Regions from separate parts of the Mus musculus genome. Here regions 1, 2 and 3 are each linked to region 4. Evidence: chromatin contacts called from public HiChIP or PLAC-seq and promoter capture Hi-C data. All regions are on one chromosome and are shown on one strand. The core of a region is the stretch at or near the end of the contact, and the rest is flanking DNA. Distances in the headings are between cores, read along the strand shown. Region 1 overlaps Map2k1 (mitogen-activated protein kinase kinase 1). Region 2 holds the start of Uchl4 (ubiquitin carboxyl-terminal esterase L4). Region 3 has its middle 5.0 kb from the start of Gm39360. Region 4 holds the start of Ints14 (integrator complex subunit 14).

Region 1 (3,201 bases), core at 123-2,622, 760 kb after region 4:
CTCTGTGCGTTTAAAGCAGCCAGAGCAATATAGAGTGATCCTGTATAAAGTGTTCTATTACTAACATATCCTTTATTGTGAGACAAGGATCTTATTATTTAGCCCTGGCAGACCTGGAACTAACTATGTAGACCAGCTTGGCCTGAGAACTCAGACCCGCCTGCCACTGCCTCCTAAATGCTGTGATTAAAGGCATACACATCATGTACATTTGCTGATATAGTCTTTGTTTTATTGTTTTAAAAGAATTATCTATTTTATGTATGAGTATACCAGAGCTGTCTTCAGACACACCAGAAGAGGGCGTCAGATCCCATTCCAGATGGTTGTGAGCCACCATGTGGGATTTGAACTCAGGACCTCTGAAAGAGCAGTCAGTGCTCTTAACCACTGAGCCGTCTTCCCAGCCTTGCTTGTTTTTTGAGACAGGGTTTCTCTGTGCAGCTCTGGTTGCCCTGAAGCACCTCTTTTTGTAAGGCTTTCTTTTCAGGCAGATTCTCTTTAGTGAGGGCAGCATAGACCTCACCAGCCACTTACACAGCAGGTTCTGCATGTGCTCAATCCCAGGAAAGCTTCACCTTCTCTCCCCTGTCCACACCAGTGCTGGGCCTCTGATGGGCTTTCAATTAGGCCTGTTGTGCCAGGGCATTAATGTGCTTGTGGCTGGTCACATAGATTGATACCCAAGCAAAACTATTTGGTGTTTCAGAAGAAGATTATAGTAATGAGGAAATTTGTTAATAATTGTTGAGGAGAAGGAATGGATGTTGAAAGCAAGCAAATGGAATGTAGGGTGGAGCACAGTACTAGAGCATGTTGTAGCATGGGTAAGGCTGGGCTCAATTCCCAGGATTTTGGACAAAAGGAAGTAAAAGGGTTTCCATGGCAAAGTGACTAAGCCTTGAGTCAAAAATACAAACAAACAAACAAACAAATACCCAGTAATTCCTAACAGATGGTCAAAACAGGAGTGAGCAGATAGCTTATAGGCCACATTGTGCCTGCTTTCTTTAGATTTGTATGTTCTGCAAGCTAAGGATGATTTTCAAAGCTTGGTGACATGTGATAGTTGTGTGCAATTCAAATTTTAACATCCCTGGCCAGGTATGGTGGCACATGCCTTTAATCGTAGCCCTGGGGAGGCAGGGGCAGGTAGAGCTCTATGAGTTCAAGGCCAGCCTAGTCTATATAGCAAGTTCAGAACACCTAGGGCTATTGGAGAGACTCTGCCTCAAACAAACAATGAGCTTAATGTCTATAAATAAAGTCCTGTTAGAACACAGCCACACTTACTTGCTTAAGTGTTCTCTGTGACTGCTTTGTGGCTGTATTGGTATTTTCAAACAGTCTCTTGTGAAAGAAATGACTCATCCTAAAATATTTACTCTCCAGTTCTTTACTACAAAAGCTTCCTGTTGAGGCCCTGAAGTGTGTTGACATCCATAGGAGGCCTTCTCTTTTCTGAAGAGAAAGGCAGAGGGGGAGATAGGGGCAGGGAGGGGGCAGAGAAGTGGGCCTGGAAGGAGAGGAGGGAAGGGAAGCTGTGGTCAGTCTGAATGTAAAGGAAATATAATAAATTAATTAATGGGGGAAAAAGGTTCCTGACCCAAGTTAAGAGAAGGAAGGATTAATTGCCTTGGAGAAGGTAAGCACCAACCGTGGCTCTCAGCTTGTTTCTGTGGGTTCTTGAAGAATGACAGCTTTACAGCTCTTTTTTTTTTTTTTGCTTTTTTGAGACAGGGTTTCTCTGTATATCCCTGGCTGTCCTAGAACTCACTCTGTAGACCAGGCTGGCCTCTAATTCAGAAATCCACTTGCCTCTGCCTCCCAAGTGCTGGGATTAAAGGCACTTGCCACCACTGCCTGGCGGAGAGCAGTTCTTTAGGGGTTGCCATAGCCCAGTAACACAGAATACTAGAGAAGGGGGGGGGAGAGGGAGGGAGGGAGGGGGAGCACCATGAATGGCAGGAGGAGACATGAGAGAGAAGTAATAGGTTTTCTGAGAAGCCCCTAGGAGCGGAGGGCAGGTACTAGCTGGAGGGGTGGTGTCAGGAGGACTTGACTTTGGTCCTTTTGGAATCAGTGTCACATTATAGCTGTGGGTTGGGGGTTGGGGGGAGGGGAGCTGTGATTGAACCTGCTGGTCATGGAGAGCAGTGACCTACTAGCAACCCTGGGGCCCTGATTGCCAGTCTGTTAGCGGTAACACTCAGAGAGGAGTCTCATGCCCAAAGAGATTGGTTTGCTATGGAAGTCTCATTACCTGGTTATTACTCTAAAGGTGGTCCTATTAACTACTACCAAATCAAGAGGGAAGGCAGCTCATGAGACCTGACACCGTGGAGGAGCAACAGTAGAGTCATTCTCAGCCTGAGGCTAGGAACCATGTTAATTAGAGGCTTCTGTTGTGGGATTGTCTTCTATATGGGAACAGCTGGTTTTCTTGCTGGAAGTAAATGCTGACTGGCTCCATACAGCACCGCCACTCAGAGGTGGCTACAGCAACTCTTTGGAGTTTTTCCAAACATGTCTTTCCCCAGCATCCTGGTTGCAGGTAAAACTTCATGGAAAGTTCCTTCCAACTCTACCCCTTTGAGTGATCCTAGCAAAACTGTAGGTAATTTATCTGTCTTACCTCTTCCATTTCTTGGGACAACCCAGGATCAGATGAAACTGGCCAGTAAATCTCTAATAGCACCAAGGTGATGGTACTTAATAAAAGAACATTAACCCTAGCATTGTGGAGTCAGAGACAGGCAGATCTCTGAGTTTGAACCAGCCTGCTTTACATTGCAAGTTCCAGGCCAGTCCCAGTCAGGGCTAAGAACACTTTGTCATGTGTTATTGCCCCCATCCCCCCTTAAAACCAAATACAAACGTATGGTCCTAGACTGCTATGTGGTTGCTGCCTTCACAGAGGTTCTGGTCCAACTTGGAGAAGTGAGACCATAGTGAGTCAGATTAAAGACTGATGGGTGGATGATGCAAAGGGTTGGGATTTGCATTGAGACAGTGGGTTTCCTTTCACCCTATCAGTAAAGGGCTAGGATTTTAGGAGCATGATTGGCAGAAAGTGAGCTGCAGTTGAAGGTAGTGATGAGCACATGGTTACTGGTTACTCTCTCTATGGATCTAGAGTAAGCGAGGACTAAAACTGTCCTTAAATTGTCAGTCTCTCTTAAGTGTTTCTTTAAGGGCCTG
Region 2 (3,342 bases), core at 458-2,957, 730 kb after region 4:
TCAAGGGGGAAAGGCCCCTTGTGGGTGGGACCATCTCAGGGCTGGTAGTCTTGGTTCTATAAGAAAGCAGGCTGAGCAAGCCAGGTGAGGCAAGCCAGTAAAGAACATCCCTCCATGGCCTCTGCATCAGCTCCTGCTTCCTGACCTGCTTGAGTTCCAGTCCTGGCTTCCTTGGTGATGAACAGCAGTATGGAAGTGTAAGCCGAATAAACCCTTTCCTCACCAACTTGTTTCTTGGTCATGATGTTTGTGCAGGAATAGAAACCCCGACTAAGACAACTAGGATTGCAAAAATGTGCTGTATATCACTCATTTGTGTCTACTGATAAACCATGGTCACTGAGGGCTGCCAAGATGCCTTAGCAATTCAAGCCACCTGCCTGCTGATGCCCCTGGGAGCCACATGGTGGAAGGTGAGACCTGACTCTTGCTCAGTGGCACATGTGTACCCACAGACACATAAATGTAACAAAAGTAAAACTAAAAAATGTAGTCATTGAAGGCAAGGAAAGCTGCTTTCCCCAAGGACGGCGAGGCCTACGTTTCAGGAAAGACCGGGCTTCGTATCATAGTATATTAACATAGAGACTTTGGCAGATTATTATTCTTTTTTGTTTGTTTGTTGTTGTTGTTTATTTTTTGTTTTTCGAGATAGGATTTCTCTATGCAGCGCTGGCTGTCCTGGAACTTGCTTTGTAGACCAGGCTAGTCTAGAACTTGGAGAGCCACCTGCCTCTGTCTCCTGAGTACTGGGATTAAAGGTATACACCACCACTGCTGGGCTATTCTTGTACTAGAACATTCCTTCTACAACAGTTTCTTTTGCCTTGTTTGTTTGTTTGTTTGTTTCCACATAAAGTTTAATTAGTCAAGTTAATGAAAATATTAAAAATTTTGAGTTAGTTATGGCATCAGAAATTTAACTTTTGTTGCAAATAATACAGTATTTGGTGTTTCTGTCAAGATGCTATGCTGCCGAGAGAGCAATTGCATTAAATCTTAACTCATCAGGGTCACGTTCCATGAACTTCTTGCAAACTTTTATGACATCCTCTAACAACGTCTCATCGCTAGTTTTCCCATGGTTAATTGGAAATGGTTTCCATCCATCTAATTCATAGAGATGCCCATCTACATGTACTAACGCAATAAAATGAAGATCTACTTTTTCATCTATACTTGGTGCCTCAGTCTGACCTTCATGTGCACTGGTTTCATGAGTAACTCGAATAGCGTCATAGTTCTCCAGGTATTTGGCTCTCTCTTCAGGGCTCATTGATACAGACTCCTCCAGGAACTTTTTCAATGTTGACCCTGATTCAAAGTGCACCTTGTCTTTGTTGTTTGCAATGGCATGGATTAGTCCAATCGTTCCAATCGTTCCACAGGCATTGCTGATGGTTTGTTTCATAAAATATACTGATGATGTCACATCTTGTCCTTGAGATTTTATCTTTTCTTCCTCTTCTGTTCTGAAGACTTCATACTTTTCTGTGATAGGGAAGAGGAGTAACACTGCGCACACTGGTCTTGGTATGATGCTAAGAAGTTCAGACTCCATCCCGTACACATCAACAAACTGCCAGTTAGGATGCAGGCCTAATTGCTTGAGAAACTGGTTGGTGACCTCAGGGTTGGCCTCCAGTGGCAGCCAGCGTTGACCCTCCATGACTGCTCCGTCGGCCTCTCTCCAGCTCTGACCTTGCCTTGTTTAATATTGGTAACTAAATAACTCCTGGGTTAACCATAAATGGAATTTGTTGCATCCCTATTTCTGAGTGTGGTAATTAAAAAAAAAAATCTAAGCCATTTTCATATTAAAAAGCCTTACCATCTTTAGCAGGGAAAGATAAGGGGAAAGAGTTGGAAAAGTACCAGAAACAAGTGACAGGTGTTTTGGTGAGTTATGTTTCAGCTTGCTCTCCAGTCACAGGAGGAGTGTAAATTGCTGGTGATCATGTGAGGCAGAGGGGATGGAGGGTGAGCGGAAATCAGTGGTTCCGGAGGCACCGACCCTTCCATCACCAGAGGCTTGCCCACTGCTGGGGACCTGAGACAACTCCTGGGCAAGTTGCTTTCCTGATAGACAGGGCTGCCCATGGGGACTAAGGCTTGCTTTAGTCTTCAAGGTAATAAAAATGGATGTGTGCAAGAAGACTAGTAGGATGGAGTCCAAAGACTAAAGAGGAACTGGAGAAACAGCTGGCATTCACTGAGGGCTTTCTGGTCTCTGTAGTCACGGATATTCTACAAGAACGGTTACCAGAGTCCATTGTACCAGTTGGCGATGTGAAGCTCAGGGAAGCTTAGTAGTTTCATAGGGTTGTATAACTGGTAAGCTGTGGATCTAGGTTAGAGCCTAGGTCAGGCCTCGGCTAACATCATTCCCCACCCCACTGTGTAAAATGCAGGAGGATTTTGTAGTGTTGTACTTTTCTAAACTAGACATTACCCACATATAGCTATTTATATCTAAATTAACTAAAATTCAGTACAGTTTAAATACCAGTTTCTCAGCCATACTAGTTACCTTTAAAAGCCTTATTGGCCACTGTGGCAACTGTTTTGGGCAGCATACATGTAGACTATTTCTGTCATTGTATAATGTCTGTGAGTACTGGTCTAGAAGTCAACCATCTTGTCCTTTAGTTAATTCTTGCCCTTTTGCTTTGCAAAGGACAAAATGAAGGATGAGAAAAGAGGCAACTCATTCAACCAAAGAACACAGTTGATCCAGGCTCTTAGCCTGGCTGCACAGTGGAGTCTCCCGTGCCCTCTGTCTTTCCTTAAAACACAAACCGTAGAATTTAGAAGTAGTGATTTTTTTTTTTCTGTGCCTCCAGCTTCACTCCGTCTCTCTGTTGCTAGATTCTTTCTTCTGAAGCTTTTCTCTCAAGTTCAAAGGGTATATCCGAGTTGGCTTCCCCCAAGGAAATAAAAGATGTTTGTTGGAAAGGAATTCCACGCTTAATATATGAAGCGGCCCTTGGATCCCTTTGCTTCCTTCTTTGCCTTCCTTCCAGGCACTTTGTAATTGAACTTGCAGCTGCTAACCATCTGTCTTCCAAACAGTTCAGATGACAGAGGTTTGTGTGCCTCAAATGCTCGCAGCTGCCTGTTATTTGCTGTCCACATACATGGCATTTGTGTAGGCCAGATAGAATTAGATTATGACCAAAATGACAGTGGATCCCAGCATAGTGCTGGGATTGATTATAGGCATGTATCATCACACCTCGCCCCAGATTACAGTGTGGTTCTAATTCGTTTGTTAAAGATTAAGATACTTAATGTTCATTGAACTGATATTAGATATGTATCTTGTATACCAGGTACTGGTTT
Region 3 (3,492 bases), core at 600-3,099, 860 kb after region 4:
CACAACCACCCATAATGAGATCTGACGCCCTCTTCTGGTGCATCTGAAGAAAGCTACAGTGTCCTTATAAATAAATAAATCTTTGGGCCGGAGCAAGCAGGAACTAAGTGAACAGAGTTGACCGGAGCGAGCAAAGGTCCTAAAAATTCAATCCCAACAACCACATGAATGCTCACAACGATCTTTACAGCTACAGTGTACTCATATACATTAAATAAATAAATTAATTAATTAAAAAAATAGTTCTGCATGTGCAATTCCATACCAGTCTGTACACACTTACTAACAATGGAAATGAGTTTTATTTTTAGTTGTGTGTGTGCATATGATGTGTGCATGTGGGTGACCATGAAGACCAGAAGAGGGCATTGGATCCCCTGGAGTTAGAATAGAGGCTATGGATAGCATGCCAATGTGAGTGTTGAACTTGAGTCTTTTGGAAAGACAGAAGTGTTTTTAATGACTGAGCCATCTCTCCAGTCCCTGGAATCTGTGGTTTTCATAGATGCTGCCAAGTTATCCTTCATCAGAGATCTATGCGTTCTTCTTTTAGATTTATTTACTCCATGCATGTGTGTGTGTGTGTGAGAGAGAGAGAGAGAGAGAGAGAGAGAGAGAGAGCAGACAGGATGCTAAGATCTGAACTCTGATCCTCAGGGTAGGGCCTCAAGTGCTCTCTAGCTCCCAGGATTCTTTTTTTTTTTTTTTTTTTTTTTTTTTTTTTTTTTTTTTTTTTAGAAAAGGTCTCTTGCAGTCCATGCTGGCCTTGAATTTGCTATGTAGGTGAGAATGGCTTTGAACTTCTGATACTCCTGCCTCTGCTTCCCAAGTGATACCTGGTGTGTACCACCATGCCTAGTTACAGGATGCACGGGATTGGAGCCAAGGCACTGTGCATGATAGGCAAGTGCTCTACCAACTGAGCTTCATTGCCAGCCTCTCTCTTTCTTTCTTTCTTTCTTTCTTTCTTTCTTTCTTTCTTTCTTTGTTAATTTTTTTTTTTTAATTTGCATCAGTGTTTTGCCTGATATATGTCTGTGTGAGGGTGTTAGATCCACTGGAACTGAAATTACAGACAGTTGTGAGCTGCCATGTGGGTGCTGGGAATTGAACTCAGGACCTCTGGAAGAGCAGCCAGTGCTCTTAACCACTGAGCCATCTTTCCAGTCCTTTCTTCCTCTTCCTCTTCCTCTTCCTCTTCCTCTTCCTCTTCCTCTTCCTCTCTCTCTCTCTCTCTCTCTCTCTCTCTCTCTCTTTTGCTTCCTGGGTCCTGAGAAGAGCGGATGGGTGTGTTGTCCTCAACAGAGGCCTCAAACAATGAGGCTGCTGGCTGTGGACAGAAACCCCTACACCCACGAGCCAAAATAAACCTTCTCTCTTTGGGAGCTTCACTCTGCGATAGAGCTGATGTGGGCTTTCTGAAGTCACATGGAAGGGCAGTCATAATGTATCCCAGCTCTTGGTCACCCAGGATTTGGTTTGCAGGGCCCCACCCCCTCCCTGTCACCTCCCAGCCTGTCTGATTTGCCTGTACCAAAGAATAAAGGCAGAACCTTGGGCCCTCCTTCAATCCCCAAGGACTCAAAACAAACCCCTTACACTTCAAGAAAAGCTGGCCCAAGCCCTCTCTCCTTTGCTGATCTAGCCACCCGTCAAACCACGCTTGTCTTCAGTCACCCAGGCCAGGAAACCACACTGTGCCGCTTCACCCAGCTGGCTCCAACCTTGTCCCAGAGCAGGCTGGCTCTGCAACTCTGACCTTCTCTCCAAGCCCCCTCTCTTAGGCCATGAACCCCAGCCTAAGCGGTTTCCATCTCGATGTTACTGTGGCCAAGAAAACAGGAAGTGTCTGAGTCACCCCTTGTCCTCCTGGGCTTTGCCTCTTTAGAGTCAGGGAAGGACAAGGAGGGAAGAGGTTGGCTTCACAGAGTGCGAACCTCTTGCTGGGATCTCTCTTTCAGCTTGTGGGACCCAAGAGCCTTACTCAAGTTCTTGGGACTAGAGAAGGACATTGCCTTAGGATATGGACTTCAAGAGCTGCATCCTGCACCCTGCCAGTTGTGCGCCGGGGCCTTGGCTGGTGCCGCTCAGCTGGGGACACAAGAAAGCTTTAAAAGTTTTATTAAGCCAGGGTCACCTGCAGCCAATGCTGGCCACAAATTCCCCAGGTAGCTAAGGCTGACCTTGAACACCTGACCTTTCCACTCCTATCTCCCAAGTGCTGGGATTGCAGTGTGTGCCGTCCCTCTCAGTTGTGCCGTGCAGAGGATTGAATCTAGGGACTTGTGCAGCACACTAGATGAGTGCTCTACCAAGCTGAACTCCAGCCCTCGGTTTCCTGAATGCCTTTCGACCAGTTTTCACCTCTGCAGAGTGAGGCTAATCACACACCATGAGGTGATTCTGTGAGTATCACAGTCACTGGACTCATAAACTCAAAATCCTCTTGTCAAGCCCTATGCCATCCAGGCACAGTTCTGGGCACTGGAAAGAAAATAACAGCAACAGCCACGATGGCATGGACAGAGAGGGTCCCCTGTCACATGTCTCTGAACTCACAGGCTGTATGAAATAGGCCTTAGGACTTCGAAGCCACCATCTGCCATGCTCCCTCATCTCCCCAAACCGTCTGATGGCTAGCAGAGACACACTGACCCTGAGGTCCTCAGAGGTCCTCAGTTGCCATCCTAGAATTCCCCCTCCCCCAGCAGATGCTGATCCTTTCTCCTCCTTGTCACTGTGGGCTATGGGATGGGGAAGGAGGAGAAGGGGACCCTGGGAAACCCAAGTCCTGAGCTATCCCTCAAAGGAACACACATCACATCACACATAAGATAATCTTCCCTACCAAGCTGAGGTATGGTTCATGCTAGCATTTGGGTCACTATGGCCTAATTCAGGCTCTCTAATTCAGTCGGTTACATGTGGCAAGTGGCCCCCGTTATTGGGCAGCTCAGGTTCAACCTAACCATAAAGTCCCAACAATAGCATGACTACAGTTGAGTGCCATAGACGCCACTGGCTGGTGATTAAATGTGTGGGATTTTGTTTCCTTTCTGCTCCACTTTCTTTCTTTCTTTCTTTCTTTTTTTTTTTTTTATAAGATTTATTTATTTATTTATTATATGTAAGTACACTGTAGCTGTCTTCAGATGCACCAGAAGAGGGCATCAGATCTCATTACAGATGGTTGTGAGCCACCATGTGGTTGCTGGGACTTGAACTTCGGACCTTTGGAAGAGCAGTCAGGTGCTCTTACCCACTGAGCCATCTCACCAGCCCCTCTGCTCCACTTTCTTGGGGAAGAACTAAGGGGCCTTTGCGGGTGTTAGTTCCACCTGTTCCAGAAGCTTAATGTTTGCCTCAGAATCCTGAGTCACAAGGGAGACCATCATGTCTAATTCAAGAAACAGGAAATGGGTGAGCCTTTGTGTGTAAGGATCAAAATGGAGGGGCTGGAGAGATGACTCAGCAGTACTGAGTACTGGCTGC
Region 4 (3,238 bases), core at 563-3,062:
TATTCACTCTTCTGGGAGATGACATGACCTCACCACCCCCGACACCCCCCACCCCCAAGCATTACTGCCCTGTTTTGCTACATACTAGCATTTTCCTAGGTCCATGCTGCCTAGGAAAAGTGAGTTCAGAACTGTATTAAATGAGGTCACTAAGGGCAAGGATCACAATAAGAGTTTGCTTCATATTGGGCAGTGGTGGCGCACACTTTTAATCCCAGCACTCGGGAGGCAGAGGCAGGCGGATTTCTGAGATCGAGGCCAGCCTGGTCTACAGGGTGAGTTCCAGGACAGTCAGGGCTACACAGAGAAACCCTGTCCCGAAAAACCAAAAAAAAAATAAAAAAATAATAAAATTTTAAAAAGACTTTGCTTCCTAATGTCTACTCAGGTTTACATCTGGCACACAGCAGGTGCTCATCAAAATCTCAACATAACCAATGAACTACCCCTAATACAACATACATTAATTCATTAGGAAAATACATTGTAAATTTTAACTCTGTACACAAAAATACACTTTCTTATTTAAGCAGAGCCACCAGGGAGTCCTGCACTTCTGCTCAGGTGCAGTTTATCCAGCTCTTGTGGGTCACATTTATGCACGGAAGCCTTTATGGTTTTTAAAGCTGATGATCACGCCCTCACCTCTTAAGAGATTGAGAAACAGTTTTCTGGATCAAGTACCAACAAGCACTTCCAGTCCATGAAATTGCTGCTAGCACTGCAATGGGTGACCGCAGCTGTCAGTCTGGCCTTCTCTGAAGACACCTGAGAAGCTGGCTCTTTCTCCTGACTGATGCATTTGTGTCAGGGCCCGAGTGCACTTCCTCAGCCGTGGCCGACTTGTGGCAATCCAATTTTGTTTTTGGGTTGTAAGCACTGGGATAAACGAAAGAATGGAACGTCCCTGAAGGCTGTTTCACTCAAGCAGTCTGGGCTTAGCCACAAAACTGAAAAATAAAAGATCTCTCATTAGTAGATAACACGATGTATTTCTCACTTGGGCTGACTCTGATCAAATTTCCCCACACCGCCCTCAGCCTTTCCAATTGGTACCATTTTACAATGTTTCAGATAACCAAGGGTTTTCTTTCTCCTGGACAGTCTACTCCTGATGATACATCCTCGCCACATGACTGCTCTAAAAGCCATCAATTACATTTATAGTTCTACTCTGAAGGGGATCATTAGCCCATTCATAGCAATTTGACGCTCAGGAATCTCTCAAAGCTCCACTTCAGTTTCTAAGTGCATACACGTCGGCTTTTCTGTCGCTCTGGCTTGCCCTACGAATTCCTCTAAATTCTCAGATGATTAATATCTGAATGGGTAGCCTGAAGTGCAGCAGAGTTCACTTAAGACTGCAACTGAAGAATAGACCTTTACCTTTAAAACGAGCCCAAAACATTTGTTGTATGGAACTCTCGGGGAAAGAGGGGACGGAAGTCTCAGGGTCCAGGGACGGAAGACTCTCAGGGGAGGAAGAAACACGGCCCCAAGCGCGGAATCCTGCTGCTTACAAGACCCGGGCCACACAGAGGGCAGGCCTGTCGCAGGCCCTGGAGCCAGCGCCCCTGAGACCGCCACCCTACGCGGGCCTCAGAGAAGGTCCGCCGCCCGCCCTGTGTTGTTCCTTCCACTCCTTCCCCTGTAACCCCAACCGCCATCGAAACACAGCCCTCAACAGGCACATTCCCTGACTTACCCGGAGCCCATCTCCAGCCTCTGTCCGTCCGCTTAAACCTTCCGTCCGCGCGCCATAGCCGGAACTTAAGGGCCGTGCGACATAAGGGAACCCGGAGGCAGCGAATAGCGTGGGCTGGGCGGGGCTTCCAGCCCACGGGCGCTGGGTTGTGGCTCTCCCGGGACGCTAGGGGGTGCTCCTCCTCTGTCTCTTGCCCACGGAGCCCCAATTTCCTCCCAGGCTGAGCCCTGCGGGGGGTTTCTGGCCCTTCCCCCTTTGTCTTACCCCATTCTGGGTGCCTCCCTCCATTTATCTCTGCTTTGCCTTTTTATTAACCTGTAGACCCCTGGCCAGTGTCTAACATTTCTGTCATTGCTTTTCTTCTTCAGAATTCTCAGTCACACCGACAGAACAGTAGGATGCTCTTCCTACTCTTAAAAAACTGTAATCCCCGGCTGAGTGCTCAGACTGTAAGCACCTGGCTGCCCTGAGTCTAAGTTGCATTGAGATCTTAGTACCACGTTATTTCCCTACCCTGACTTTGAGACCGGCAGAAGCGTGACTCAGTTATTGCTTTTGTGCCTGAGATGTGCTGAAGGTTTTGCTTTTAGGATTCCATGTAAGGCTTTGAGGGTCCCTGCCTGCTTCTCTCCACCAGGTGTCCCTAGCATAGCATATGCCTCAGGGAGTTCCTGGGCGGGGATGAGAGGGTGAGGTGGGCAAAAGGTGACTTGCTAACCCTGTGGGCTGTAGGGGCCTGGAGAATGTCAGTTAGTAGTAGGCCTCAACGGATGCTAACAGAACGCTGGGTAGTTATGGTTCAAAGACCAATACTTCACAACAGCAATTACAAGTGAGAACACAGAGCTCCCTGTAAAGTCTTAGGCATATGGCTTTCTTTAAGCTTATGGGTTGCAAGCGGGATAAGGAAGGGAAACTCTTAGAACTGACTTACCACAACTTGCTCCGTGGGAAAGTGTTTGTTGTTCTTTAATGTTTCCTCTTTCTATTAGAGGTGGCAGAGAAAGCCAACACTAGACTCTGGGGAACCAATATCAAGGCCGCATGGCCTGTAGACTTAGCTTTTGTTTGCTGCAGGACATCTTTCTCCAACCAGGCTAGTTTCAATATTTCAAAAGACCTTGCTATGTTTGAACAGTTATGGGGCTCTAGGTAAGTAAGAATATATAGCCTGATTACTTAGCCGTAATGGGAGAGATCTGGCCAAGACTATGCAGACAGAGGAGTTATCTGTCTAGTTGCTCTATTGTGGTGATGATTCAGCCATGGATTGCTGTTCTAGGCCAGCTTAGATACATGGTCTGGTTTATGACCTTAAAGACTAAACTTAAGTTAATTAGTTTGCTCATTTTTAATGATCTGATAGGTGTTCAGATTTGTTGTCGTCGTCCTCGTTCTGCTGAACAGCTGGCTTTTCGGTGACGTAGAAAGGAATAAGTCTTTTTTTTTTTTTTTTTCTTTTTTGGTTTGGTTTTTTGAGACAGGATTTCTCTGTGTAGTCCTGGCTGTCCTGGAACTCACTTTGTAGACCAG

What was found. Promoter capture Hi-C pulls out the DNA fragments that hold promoters and counts their contacts. HiChIP or PLAC-seq counts read pairs in DNA pulled down with a chosen protein or histone mark.
Region 1: a contact with region 4 is called in a promoter capture Hi-C map of hematopoietic stem and progenitor cells, with 4 times the contacts expected there. The contact joins the enhancer-like site here to the promoter of Ints14 in region 4. A contact is called at or near these places in 18 of 39 promoter capture datasets (the 3T3-L1 cell line, the C10 cell line, the HPC-7 cell line and 12 more), 3 of 115 datasets of contacts at active chromatin or transcription factors (embryonic hindbrain, embryonic stem cells and stem cell-derived neural progenitor cells) and 2 of 9 other capture datasets (adipose tissue and macrophages).
Region 2: a contact with region 4 is called in an H3K4me3 HiChIP or PLAC-seq map of fetal liver, with 7 times the contacts expected there. The contact joins the promoter of Uchl4 here to the promoter of Ints14 in region 4. A contact is called at or near these places in 15 of 39 promoter capture datasets (the 3T3-L1 cell line, the C10 cell line, the HPC-7 cell line and 9 more), 1 of 115 datasets of contacts at active chromatin or transcription factors (fetal liver) and 1 of 9 other capture datasets (macrophages).
Region 3: a promoter capture Hi-C map of pre-B cells shows a contact between it and region 4, with 3 times the contacts expected there. The contact joins the enhancer-like site here to the promoter of Ints14 in region 4. A contact is called at or near these places in 5 of 39 promoter capture datasets (the C10 cell line, hippocampal neurons, liver and 1 more) and 2 of 115 datasets of contacts at active chromatin or transcription factors (bone marrow-derived macrophages and large pre-B cells).

Annotation. Positions count from the first base shown.
Region 1 is chr9:64,200,707-64,203,907 of GRCm38.p6, reverse strand. All of the region lies in intron 5 of Map2k1 (mitogen-activated protein kinase kinase 1), which reads left to right. Among named protein-coding and RNA genes, the nearest start is that of Snapc5, 23 kb to the right of the region's middle. Within about 2 kb of position 1,372, at least 62 of the 459 cell types and tissues checked have an H3K27ac peak or open chromatin away from gene starts, as enhancers often do. A contact at or near this core is called in the HPC-7 cell line, erythroid cells and hematopoietic stem and progenitor cells, where this site is marked.
Region 2 is chr9:64,233,566-64,236,907 of GRCm38.p6, reverse strand. Uchl4 (ubiquitin carboxyl-terminal esterase L4) reads right to left here and starts at 1,707. Exons shown (of 1, transcript NM_033607.1): 1 at 546-1,707. The coding sequence starts at 1,669. The coding sequence ends at 968. All of the region lies in intron 1 of Map2k1 (mitogen-activated protein kinase kinase 1), which reads left to right.
Region 3 is chr9:64,103,793-64,107,284 of GRCm38.p6, reverse strand. No RefSeq gene overlaps it. Among named protein-coding and RNA genes, the nearest start is that of Gm39360, 5.0 kb to the right of the region's middle. Within about 2 kb of position 1,849, at least 82 of the 459 cell types and tissues checked have an H3K27ac peak or open chromatin away from gene starts, as enhancers often do. A contact at or near this core is called in bone marrow-derived macrophages and pre-B cells, where this site is marked.
Region 4 is chr9:64,959,406-64,962,643 of GRCm38.p6, reverse strand. Ints14 (integrator complex subunit 14) reads right to left here and starts at 1,812. Exons shown (of 13, transcript NM_001077631.2): 1 at 1,706-1,812; 2 at 646-950.